2 separate regions of the Zea mays genome follow, and region 2 is linked to region 1. A link is a contact called in public Hi-C data. All regions are on one chromosome and are shown on one strand. Each heading gives the region's core, a stretch centred on a gene start, on an enhancer-like site or on the middle of the called end of the contact. The rest is flanking DNA. Distances are from core to core; before and after follow the strand shown.

The links. Hi-C and Micro-C count contacts between places; a contact is called where the count stands out from the background.
Region 2: a Hi-C map of leaf shows a contact between it and region 1, with 4 times the contacts expected there. The contact joins the promoter of LOC118476090 here to the promoter of LOC100501552 in region 1. A contact is called at or near these places in 3 of 25 Hi-C or Micro-C datasets (ear, leaf and tassel).

Annotation. Positions count from the first base shown.
Region 1 is chr1:192,649,230-192,655,482 of Zm-B73-REFERENCE-NAM-5.0, reverse strand. LOC100501552 reads left to right here and starts at 3,290. Exons shown (of 3, transcript NM_001366930.1): 1 at 3,290-3,915; 2 at 4,066-4,678; 3 at 5,757-6,253. The coding sequence starts at 3,551.
Region 2 is chr1:192,789,535-192,795,310 of Zm-B73-REFERENCE-NAM-5.0, reverse strand. It overlaps LOC118476090, which reads left to right and starts at 2,914. Exons shown (of 1, transcript XM_035964192.1): 1 at 2,914-3,461. The coding sequence starts at 3,035. The coding sequence ends at 3,415. It overlaps LOC103642068 (a long non-coding RNA gene), which reads left to right and starts at 968. Exons shown (of 3, transcript XR_002749677.2): 1 at 968-1,491; 2 at 1,577-1,920; 3 at 2,382-2,695.

The DNA of each region.
Region 1 (6,253 bases), core at 2,041-4,540:
TTACATCACATTCATCGAACTAATTTAATAATTAAGTTAACGGAAATATGAATCGGCTTACCATACTAAATCTGACGCGCTATCCGCGAATACGGCAAGGATTCTGGTTCAGCCCTTGCGTCGAGCACTTGGTGAATATCATGCTGCTAACTTCGTCTTCACCCGAGAACGAGCAGAATACTATCAGTTATGTCGACTTTTTAACCAGAATACTATCAATTATGTCAACTTTTTAACTATGTGTATGTGTGCATAGTGCTTGTCACTTGTATTTGTGAGGTATTGCTTTAATGTTGTTTGAGATATATTTTAATCCTTCACGAATTTGTGAGTATCTATAAATTATTACTATTTTTATGTGGATGCACGACTCGTGTGATTTTTTGAAGCCAATAGAGGGTACATGTTATAATTTATAGATGTTTTCTATACCAAACTTTTGTTTTCTATGTTTCCATATTATTTATGTTATTTTTATTTATGAAGTTACCGTTTTTAATTTAGTTTCTGAGAGAAAAAACAGAAATGATTTTAATGTTTACCAACCATTTTTATCCTTGGTCTCCATGTCTCTTAAGACTGTCTCCAGCAAGGAACACTAAAGCGTCCGGTACGTTATATATAGCGTTCAACGTCGTCCGCGATGCCTCCAACAACATCCGCTATAGCGTCAGGTAAAATACCGGAGCTCGCCAGAGGCCGCTAAACATGGAGTGCCCTTCGGTGTCCTCTAAATTAGTTCCCGCGCCTGCTTGGAGACTTCAGCCTCGCTCTCGACGTCCTCCTCCTCCCTCCCATGTCGACGAGGCGACAGTGGGCGAAGCCTTGCCCTCCCTCGGCTACCGGCAGTTGAGCGGCCCCTGGGCGCCATCCCGTCGAGCTTCCTCAGTTCCTCTTCGTGGTCGCTAGTAGAAGAAATACGACAGACCAAGGTCTATCCGCTAGAAAAAACAAGGTAAAAGCCACTACAAGATGCAAGTGCATCTTAGCTTCATTTCCTTGAAATTTTAGTAGATTTGAACATGTATATATCAGATTGATGCATATCGGTGGTAAAAAAGGTGTTCTGGTGTCCTTCTTCGTCTACACAGTTCAAGCCCTGATACTGTTTGTTCATATGCCTCTTAGGATATTCTTGTATTATCCTTCACCCTTTCAGAATCATTGTACTGCTAATTGTTTACATTCTAAGCTTTCAATCCAATCATTTAGTTTTCGATGTATTCATTAGAATCTGTGTGCAGTTTACCAATAGTAATCGTCCAACCGCCTCAAATCAAATGATTTTGCTGGTGGCCCACTTCAAATGATCTGTGCGCCCATCTTACAACTATATTTGCCCATTGAGTTTATAATTAAGGAATCAAGTTAAACTTCATAAAGTTTGAGCAACAATTAATCAAAAATATGTACATGTTTGAATTTGTATCACTTCATTCACATCCCCAACATCTGTTAATAAAAATATCTTTTGCAGAAATTGATGACATATTGTAAGAACAATTGGTGGTCAAATACAAGTACACTTATATTCTATAGATTCTCCAATTCGAAATATGCCTTATAAAAATAAACTGAAGTAGTAGAAAGGTTGTTTGATGTACAAAGGATGATTGATTTTTTGGTTAATTACATTGGCTGGTATTTGTTATCTATGAAGGGTTCAAGAATCCTTATCAAGGGAAAGATTTTTACTCCTTGTCCTCACCAAATTTTGCCAGATCCTAACACATCAGTTGCTGATTCAGTTTTCATGAATAAAATAAAGTGTAGGATAGTGCACTGTCAAAAAGGATATGCTGACCCAAGTAAAATCATGATGGTTATACTTTTCAGTTCTAATAAATACTTACAACTCACCACTCTTGTTTTTCATTTTGATGGCTCCTAGTCTTCTCATTGTGCAGGCTCTTTGGTTAGTTCCCTCATCAGAATAATTTTGGGTGCTGAAACATAAGGTTCCAGGTCCAGTATTGATGTTTGCAGTGATCGGCAAGTCCAACTGGTCTTGGAGGTGTGATTGGACATCATAAGTTTGATGTTTTCTCTAGAAGAAGGAACAAATGGTTTTGTACTTAAGGAAATATGGTTCCAGCTAGTAGAAGTATCAATGTCAGTTGTTTACTAAATTCATCGTTGGAATTATGGTTGGAATTATGGTATACTGGTTCACATTGGTGTGTTTAGTTGCAAGCCGAGGTAGTACTTTCTCATGTCAATGTTTTTTATTAGGAATCAATGCAAATAACAGTTCCAACAAAAGATTATGTTGGTATGCCAGTTTGTTTCATTTCTTAATCCTGATGGTGTGTAGTCGATGCATGCTCGAGGTGCTAATTTTACTATTACTTTGAGTATTGATTTTTTGCTATACTATTAAAATAGTGGAATTGTATGCACTGGCAATTTATTTTATCCGATATAAAAATAGGTGAAAATAATTCTGTTAATATGGTTAGGTTGAATGGGGAGGATAGATGACGTAATTTAGAGGACGTTGTTGGAGATGGTGAAAATATAGAGGACAGAATCTTTTAGAGTGTACTGTAAAGGACAGAGAATATTCCTTTAGAGGATAAAATTTAGAGGACGTTGCTGGAGCGTGGTAGCCCCGTGTGATTCCTACAAAGGGCCTCTGCCCTCTGGCTCGACGCGAGTGCCATGGGTCAACAAGGTTCGACTTGGCGGGCAAGATGTTCTTTTTCTCTTGTTGAGTTGTTGTATTTTTTAAAATGGTTTGTTTTTTTCCGATAAACACAATACGTAAAAAATTATCATAAGCATGCACCGAAGAAAAAATAACTTAGCTTAAGAACCATGGCTAGAAAGAAGTCTATAGCGTGGCTGGCAAGACAGTCTTTTGAGTGTCACATTATGCCAACCATTAAAAGTTAAAGTCCAGTTAACAATCAACTTATCACTTTGTCAGACTATTACAAATCTGGTCGAGAAAAACAAAACGATCTGTATGTACTACCCCTGTTTAATGTAACCGCATCCAGCTGGGCCATTTTTACGGGCTCAGGCTGCTAAACTAGCAGCCGTGTATCGCTGGGCCGGTCCAGTTTCTTTGGAAACTGAAAATTCGATGGAATCGCGAATGATAGGTAGGCCCGCCCGGGCAGGAATTATATTTGGAAGAATTCAATTTGGTCCCATTTCGCCCGAAGACCCCACAGTCACAGTGGAGGTACAGAATTGCGCAGAGGTCCATTCACCGGCTCCATTTTCTGGAACGAGACCGAACCAAATAAAGAAAGAGGAAAAGGAAGACGAAGACGAAGAGGGAGAAAAAAGGGACCAGAGGGCCGGAAGCCCGGAACCAAAACCTAGACGAACCACACAGGCAGTCAGGCACAGCGCGGGCCGGGGAGATAGATAGGCAGACAGGCAGGCAGGGGGGCGACGGCACGGGGCGGGGCTAGCCAACCAGACCAACCCAAACCCTAGCTCACCGCTCGTTCCATTCCAATCCATGGAGGTGGCGCTATGAGCCGCCGCCGGGACGGCGGGACGTGGAGCTGGTGCGGCCGGGGAAGACGAGTCGAGGATGACGGCCAGATCGGACGATCCCGGCGTCTCGCCAGGGACGTCGGCGGCGGCTGGCGGCGAGATCTGGGGCACGTGGGAGGAGCTCCTCCTGGCGTGTGCCGTACGGAAGCACGGTACCGCCAGCTGGGACTCCGTGGCCATGGAGATGCTGTCCCGCTGCCCTCCCGCCGCGGCCGACAGCCTCACGCCCGCTGGGTGCCGCCTGCGGTATCGCCTGCTCCACCGCCGGTTCACCGCCGCCGCCGCCGTAAACGGTGACGAGGAGCCCGACGCGGCCTCCGCCGACTGCTGCGTGGAGGAGCTCCGCAAGCTGCGCGTCGCCGAGCTCCGCCGCGAGGTCGAGAGATACGACCTCTCGATCGGGTAAATGGCCGGAAAAAAAACCAGCACGGAGACGGACCGTATAGTTAACGAGAAAAACATAAAATGCGTTCGGGCCTGGCCCGGCCCGGCTTGCTCAGCTCAACCATCCTACGCTGATCGGTCGGCCGCGGTTTTTTTTTTTCGTGTCAGGTCATTGCAATCTAGAGTGGAAAGGCTTAAAGAGGAGAGAGCGAGGAGCATCTCCGGCGAGGCCAATCCAGTACCGGCGGTGAAGGAGGACGGCGAGGAGGAGCCGGCGGAGGGGAGGAAAGAATCTCTGGAGGAGGAGGGCGACGATGCCGGCGGCGGGGAGGAGGATCGTGTCTCCGGCGGCGAGTCCGGGCGGTCGTGCAAGGAGTCCAACTCGTCAGATCTGAAGCGGCCGCGGCCAGCGCGAGACGCCGGGGACGGCGACGCGGCGGCGAGGAGGGAGGACGAGGGGGCAGGAGACGCCGCCCGCGAGTCGTCGGCTGTGAAGCGCGAGCAGGTCTCCGGTGAGTCGGTGGTTGGGTCCAAGGACACGGTGGCGGCGGCTGACACGGAGAAGGAGAGCAGCGACGTGCAGAGCTCGGCCAGCCCGTCCCGTCGCCGCGAGCGGGAGATCGGCGCCGGCGAGGACGCGGATGTGGCCTCAGCGCCGCCGCCGCCAGCGCCCGCAGCGGCGGTCCTCCCCGCTGCGGAGGCCGAGGCGTTGCGCGCGTTCCTCGAGGTGGTGCGAACCAGCAAGCCGGGCTCCGTGTTCGAGCGCCGGCTCGAGAGCCAGGTAAAAAAAAATTATCCTCTACTTGTTTTTTCTATCCCTAAACACATACGGTAACTGTAAAATGAAAATCACCATTCACCCCTCCCCTAATCTCCTTTTTTTCCGGGCATTATAAAAAAATTAAAATATTTGAAATTACGGAACCGTCCAAACACAAAGCGCCCAACCCGGCTGTCAGTGGAGTACGCTTTACGAGAGTTATCTCGCGATACGTACGGCGAGTGCTCGGCAGTCGGCACCCGCCCAAATCGCGTAACGCTCGCGGTTTCCCGGTGGCCTGGACGCTTGCTTCGCTTTGCTTGCACAGAAAACGACCGCCTCGGCTGGTCACCGTCGCCGGTGAGCGCAGGATGTGGGAGTGGAACCGCGCCGATCGTACGGATGGCGGTGGGGTTGTGTACATCGGCCGCCGTCCGGCCCGGGGCGAGGTCGACCTCGGTCGTCCGATCAGAGGGTCCCGGGCTTCGTGGAGATAAGGCTATCTCCGGTAGTCCGTAAACAGCCGTGTAAATTATTTCACTGTTTGATGGAAGTTTAAAATAGAGATTGTGATAAAGACTGGAATAAGTAAGGGCTGTTTGGTTCTTGGTTAAATGTGCCACACTTTATCTAAGGAACTGAAGAAATAAGCTTAGACGGAAAAGTTAGGTAAAATATGGCAAGTTACACATCAAACAAACAGACCTATAGTCTGTTGGCGAAGTCGCGAGACGCGTAGGTGGGTGGCGCCGCGAGAGACGCGTTTCGTGTCCATGCGGTGGTCCGCTGTGGGACCAACCGTGCGCCGCCACGTGGGCATAGAAAACGACGTGTGGGGCCGGCTTGTCGGCCATTGCTACGGGTTGTCGCGGAGGACAGTGTACTGAAGGGCTAAAAATATCTCTACTGTTCTTCACAGAGGAAAAAATCGTGCTCTCACGTGCTGCACAGCATTTCAGCTGTTTTTTTGTGTGTCTCTCTCAGTTTTATTTGGATTATTTGTATCAATTTGATTTTTTGGTAGGATATTTTTTCTTTTCCACTTTGTCGGTTCTTTCGCTGCTCCACTGACCGCTGGGCCCAAAAATGCCGCTCGCAGGACGACGCGAAATACAGGTGCACCATCAGGCGCCACGTGGACCTGGAGACGGTGAGGTCCAGGCTGGACGGTGGGTCCGGCAGCTACGCCTCGGCGACCGAGTTCTACCGCGACCTGCTCCTGCTGTGCGCCAACGCGCTGGTCTTCTACCCGCGCGGCTCGCCCGAGCGTTCCGCCGCGGCGCGGACGCGCGCGCTCGTCGCCAAGCACATGTCCAAGGACCAGCCGGGGCCCTCGGGGAAGGCTGTCGCGGGGCCGGCGGCGTCCAAGAAGGCCAAGGCGGAGGCCGACGTTGGGTCGCTGCTGGAGAAGACGGCGCCCATCATCGTGTGCCGGAAGCGGAGCTCTATCGCCAAGGCCGCCGCGGCGGCCACCGCCAAAGAGGAGAGATCGGAGAAGGCGGAGTCCGACAAGGAGGGCGAGAAGCAGCAGGAGGCGGTGGGCAAGAGGAAGGCGGCGGCCGCCGCCAAGGACAGGGCGGCGTGGGGCCCGAGAAC
Region 2 (5,776 bases), core at 1,665-4,164, 140 kb before region 1:
GATCAGGCTTTAGCATAGCAATAGAACCTCTGACAGAAAAATGCCTAACATTAGGTTTTTGGATTGTTAGAATTATAGATATTTTCCGTATCATTTTAATTCCATAAATTAATATTATGATGATGACATATAAAAGATAATTAACCATAGAAATCGTGATCTCAAATATAGCCATAACAATATGGATCATGAGAACACAAAGCATATGAATCATATAAATCATATAAATATGATAAGCATATAAACTGACTGAACAATTGAAAATAAACAGATAGAAACATAAACACTGTAAAATTAAAACAGACAGATATAACATATTATAATATGACAGAATAGATGAGATAAAATCATTGCTACATATAAAACAACACAGATGAATATATGAAACATATATAATCTGCAGAACGTAAAACAGTAAGGAAATAAACTGATCATACCCTCTCATGCGTTCTGATGATCCAGATCCTTGTCCAGCTTCACTTGTCATTTCGCCAGAAAGAAGATGTTTTGGGCAGTCGCGTAGACGCTCCCCAAAAACCTAATTGCCGATCCCCCGTGCAAGGTCTCGAACGGCAAGGGCTTCGGAGGAGTCTGAAATGGTTCTGTTCACGTGTACCAAGTGTCAAGGGTTCTCCTCTACTTATCCTCTCGCAGAGGGAAGCTGAAGGAGAAGGGTCGCATGCAGCCTGCCACGCCCGACCGGCGGCGGCGCGCGCGTGTGGCACGCCCTTGTCCGTTTCTTGACTTCTCAAGTTAGGTGGAATAATTTCCACCATATAAGTCAAGCTAAAATATCTTTAGACTTTCAATATGATACTATTCTATAACATTACACATCATAAAGTTTATTTAATAAATGTACCAAACCTATAAAAAATCCAACATCGTCCTCCCGAGTCGCTACCCTAGCGGAGCTCCTCCGGACGCTCCGGTCAGCCCCCGTGGCGGCACCCGCTTCCCCCGTTATGGGCGCTCTGTCGCCCCCTGTCGCCCGAGGGGCGTCGGGATCGTCCGTTGCTGGCGTCTTTGTTCCGAAGGCACAGAGGTCCTTGCCCGTCCTTCAGGGTGATTCCCGTGACTACGGTCATCACTGTGGACGCTTCCCTTATGGTGGATGCGGCAGTCGTCCCCCAGCCACCGCCCACCTTACCGCCTTTGGGTGATGTTGTGGTGGCTTACGCGACCGGGGTGGTGGCAACTGGCATGGGCGGTGAGCCCCGGGCTCCATCACCTTCGTCGCTTGCCTCCTCCTCCCATGTGTTGCCGATGCCTCCACTTCCTACCCCCGAAGGAGGCCTTGAATCACCCTCTGTTCATCCTTGAGGGCTCGGAGGGGGAGGAGATGGAGGTGCAAGAATGGCATCTGATCAAAGCGACTGCCGACCACACTGACATGAGCCTCGAGTCGGTGGAGCGCTTCCTTTGCAACTTCGGTAAGGCGGTCTCCATTGCCATTTGTCGATGATGCGGGACATTATTCCACACGACTAGGTTGGTGCCTCTCTCTCTATTTGTTTTTCTTCGTTTAGTCTCTTATTGGTGTGGTTAATCTTAACCGACGAGTTATCTTTTCCAGCGTGTACTCTCAATCATCAGCTCCGAGGGAGGCATTGGAGGCCGCACAATGGGAGGTGGGGAGGCTATGGGTAGAAATGGCCCGCTCGGAGGAGAGAGATCGGGAACTTTCCGGCCTCCGAGCCAGAACCGAGTGCCTTGAGGCCGAGGCCACGTGCCTTCGGTCAGGACGTGAAGAGGCGCGCAAGGATGCCAAGTGCCTCCACGGGGAAAGGACGCGGCTTCAGCAGGATCTGCGCGAGGTGACCTCACGGGCGGAAGAAACCGAGTCAACCCTACGGGCGGCGAATGTTCGCTTGGGGGAAGCTAACATGGACCTTCAGCGAGAGCGAGAGGTGGCCAGAGGTAGGTCTTCTTCATCTTGGGTGTTTCTTCTGGGTTCCGTTGTTATTTACTAGTCACTAACGCGCGCCTAGCGCGCGATACGTTGTATAATTTTATTAAAATGTGTATAGCATGTATTCGTAAGAGAAAAAAGATTAAGTAGTTATCAGAAAATAAGTAACTATGTTGCGGTTCATAAGAAAACAAAAAAGGTATCTTGTCATAAGAAAACAAACATAAATTAGTTACATTGTTGGTGTTGTCCTTAAGGAGCAGAGGTACTACTAAGCATCATTCCGAAATAAATCTAAAGCGAAGAAATCAAAACACAAATTTAATCGTTTATGTACTATTAACATGCTAAATCTAGAAGACATGTTCGCACGGAAGATTCGACAATGCGGAGAAAATGATTCTTCCTGTGCTTATCTTTCTTTGTTAATGAGGTGGTTGTCACCTTTTTTTTGCTACTTTGTTTGCAGAACCGAATGTAAGTGAAATACAAAAGAAGGAAAAACAACAAATTTGTCCTCTGGCTGAATTGAAAGAATCGAAAGTGGAAGATGTGGACGTGCCTACAAACAATTAGAAGACAATTCTAGCAGGTTAGATATTTAGAGGTTTAGGACCACAATAGCTGTTCTGTTGCCCAAAGGGAATATAGCGAGGTTGAGAGAGAGAAAAACTGGAGAAAAAGGAAAAAAACAGAATTTGCACATGTTAGATCAGATAGCAGAGAGGAATCAAATGCGGAATCCATTGGCTCAATGGAAATGTAGCGATTTTTTTATTGCAACATGGTTGACAAAAAAAAATCTGGAGAAAAACAAAAACAAAATATGCACATCTTAGATTGAATAGCAGGGAGGAATCGAATGCGGTATTTCCAAATAAAGTTGACTGAACCATAAACGTGCAGTTCCACGTTGCAAATCAAGATGCAGAAGCCTCCGTTGCTGTAGGGAAAAACCTAAACAAATATAGTAGTGCCAAGACTTTTTACCTCATACATTAGAGCGCAGGGAGGATCTTGCTGACCGGGACAACGCTCCACGAACTATAGTGATCTTGCTGATCGGGAGGATCTTGCTGACCGGCGTAGCACCAACCATTCTGCAGCGAGCAAGTTGTCTCTATGGCTGGAGATGGTTGGTGCGACGCCGACGCAGAAGAGGAGGCGGAGGTGAGCACGCCCGGATCTAGCGTGAGGTCGGCGTTCGTCGTCACGTCGGGCGAGAAAGAGGTGGTGGAGATGGACGCGTCCAGCTCCGACGTTGTCTCGGCACTCGTCGCCATGGCGAGCTGGAGCGTGTCGTGCTGGGCACCAGTGTGCTGTCGGGTGACCGCAAAGAAGGAGCGAGAAGCGTCAGAATGTGAAGTTTCAAATGGAACTCTCGAGAAGACTCTTCTCGTCCATTTTTTTCCTTTTTTAATCGTCACTGATGCAGCGACAGACAATAATCGTTCATTTGTGATCGAACGGCACAGAGAAAAAATACTGACGTGGACCGTCTAGCTAGGCTGTTTTGCGTTCGCGCTTAATATATAGAAAGAATGACCGCTCCATGATTTCTCCTCAGATTTTAAACGAATTTTCTGAGGTCCATGACGCTATGAAGGCGACCGACAAGGCGTGGAAGGCGCCAGAGGACGAAGTGCGGAAGCTTTCAATTGCTTGTGATGGCGCCTGTTGGAACTTGCTCTTAGCAGCGAGGAGGCCAACAAGGATGAACAGTGGTGACAACAGGGATACGTGCTCGGGGACAAATAGCTCTGTTCATGTCTAGCCTCTCACGGGCACTGTGTGGGGGTATTTATAGGTATCTGAGTGTCCAGCGCCTCGTGTTAAGGACGCATGTGCCCTCGGACACCTAGTTTATCCCCAGAATATTCCCATAAAGCAGGGTTACAAGCTGTACTTACAATAATGCCTTTACAAACTAGGCCCGTAACACAACGGCGGTCACGCGGGGCCCGTTACAATGGGCCAGATCACACGTGGGCCTCAGAGCAGGACGAGGCCGTGCTGCGGGGAGACGTCACCGCAGGCCTTCGTCTGGTGCTGAATGAAGCGAAGGGTGTCCCTGCCCGTTTTGTCTTCGTCAAACCAGCGACTGCAGCGAAAGGCGACGAGCGAAGGGTGGCGTCTCTGCCTTCGCCCCAACATTTGCCCTCCGAGGGACCAGTTCGACAAAGTCACCTGGTGCCGAAGACGTCGCTAGATGGCGGAGACGCTGCCCTCGCTCGAAGTGGTTCCGCGGGAGTTTTTGATGTGACCGTTGATGGACGGCGTACTGTTGGATTGCGGGTTTCCCGAAGCGTCGCGCCCTGTCGGATTGCGGGTTTCCCGAAGAGCCGCGCCCTGCCTATAAAAGGGGGCAGGGGTCGGCGCTGTTTGAACTTTGCCTTCCGCGCTCCGTAAAAACCCTAGCCTCCCGCCGTCTTGCTGCTCTTCTTCTTCCGCTGCTCCTTTTGCTCGCCGGAGTGCTGGCTCGAGTGAAGCAAACCGCCCGCCGCCGCCGACGGTACGTAGCAATGCCGTCCTCTTCTTCTTCCTTCGACACCACGCCGCCGGCCGCCGCCTCGTCTGAGAAGACGTTGAGTAGCGTGATGGTGGAGGAGTTGCGCGCCGGCGACTCTGTTGATTTTGGTGTGTCACGGATGACGTCAGCCCGCGTTGAAGATATGCAGCGGTTGGGCTACTTTGGCGGCGGATTTGCTCGTGCTCCGGGGACGGAGGAAGTCCCCGAGCCGGAGGGTGAGTTGGTCGTTTTCGAGGCGTTCTTCGCCGCCGGTCTCCGCTTGCCTGCGCACCGGTTTGTTGGCGAAGTCCTGCGTAGATTCAATGTTCAAATACATCAGCTGACACCGAATGCCATGGTGGCGCTGGCGAAGTATGTCTGGGCGACGACTTCGTACGGCGGGCAGCCGTCTGTTGAAGTTTTTGCGAAGAATTATTGTTTGCATTGGCAGAAGAGGATGGTTGGGGACGGAGTTGCCCAGTTCGGGTCATGCACATTCACGCCGAAGACCGGCAAGACCACAATGCCAGTAGTGGAGTTGGTTCCGTGCGCCCGCAACAAGTGGGGCAATTGGAATGAATTTTGGTTTTATGTTGCGGAGGGTACTGTCGAAGGCCATAAAGGTCTCCCTGTGTCTGAGATGTGCTCTCATTATTACTCTGCGTATCCGCCTTTTGAAGTGGCAGAGGAAGATGCAGACGAAGGGGCCCTTCGGTGCGCCGCCGGTCAGAGCAGTGGGCGTGATTTAGTTGAAGAGTTTGTGGCGTATGGGGTGTGGCCCTTGGCGCACGGTTGGGTGCTGGGCGAAGTGTGCCCTCGCCAGATGCCTTTTCACGGAGGAAGGGTTGTGCGAAGCCCTGCCTTCGCACTGAATCTGCGGAACCGCGACCCGGCTGCTTTTGTGCGCGACGCGGAGGACGGGGCCGTGCGGCTCGTGGGGCGTTACGTGCCGAGGACGGAAGGCCAGCGCAGCTTTGATATCCGCGGGTCAAATGATCGTCTGAACAGGGTCTTCGAATTAAATCAATTGTCATACGATGGATATCCTGGTCAAGACGAAGCCGACCGCCGCGGGAAGAAACCGGCGGTGGAGACAGGAGACGACCCTGCGCCGGCGGCCGCCCCCCCCTCGAAAAAGAGAAAATTAGGTACTGCGATGGGAGGGATTGGGGTGTCTGATAGTTTTGCTAGAGATTTAATGAGGACGTGTGCGGCCCCGGGGGAAAGGATGTCTTCGCCCGAGCTCCGGGAGTCTTCGGCTCGGATGCTGAGGGTTACCGGGGGTTGCTGGCCTAGAAATGTTCCTATCCCCTGCGCGGCTGAGGAGGACTGTTTTACATCTCGCATGGTTCATC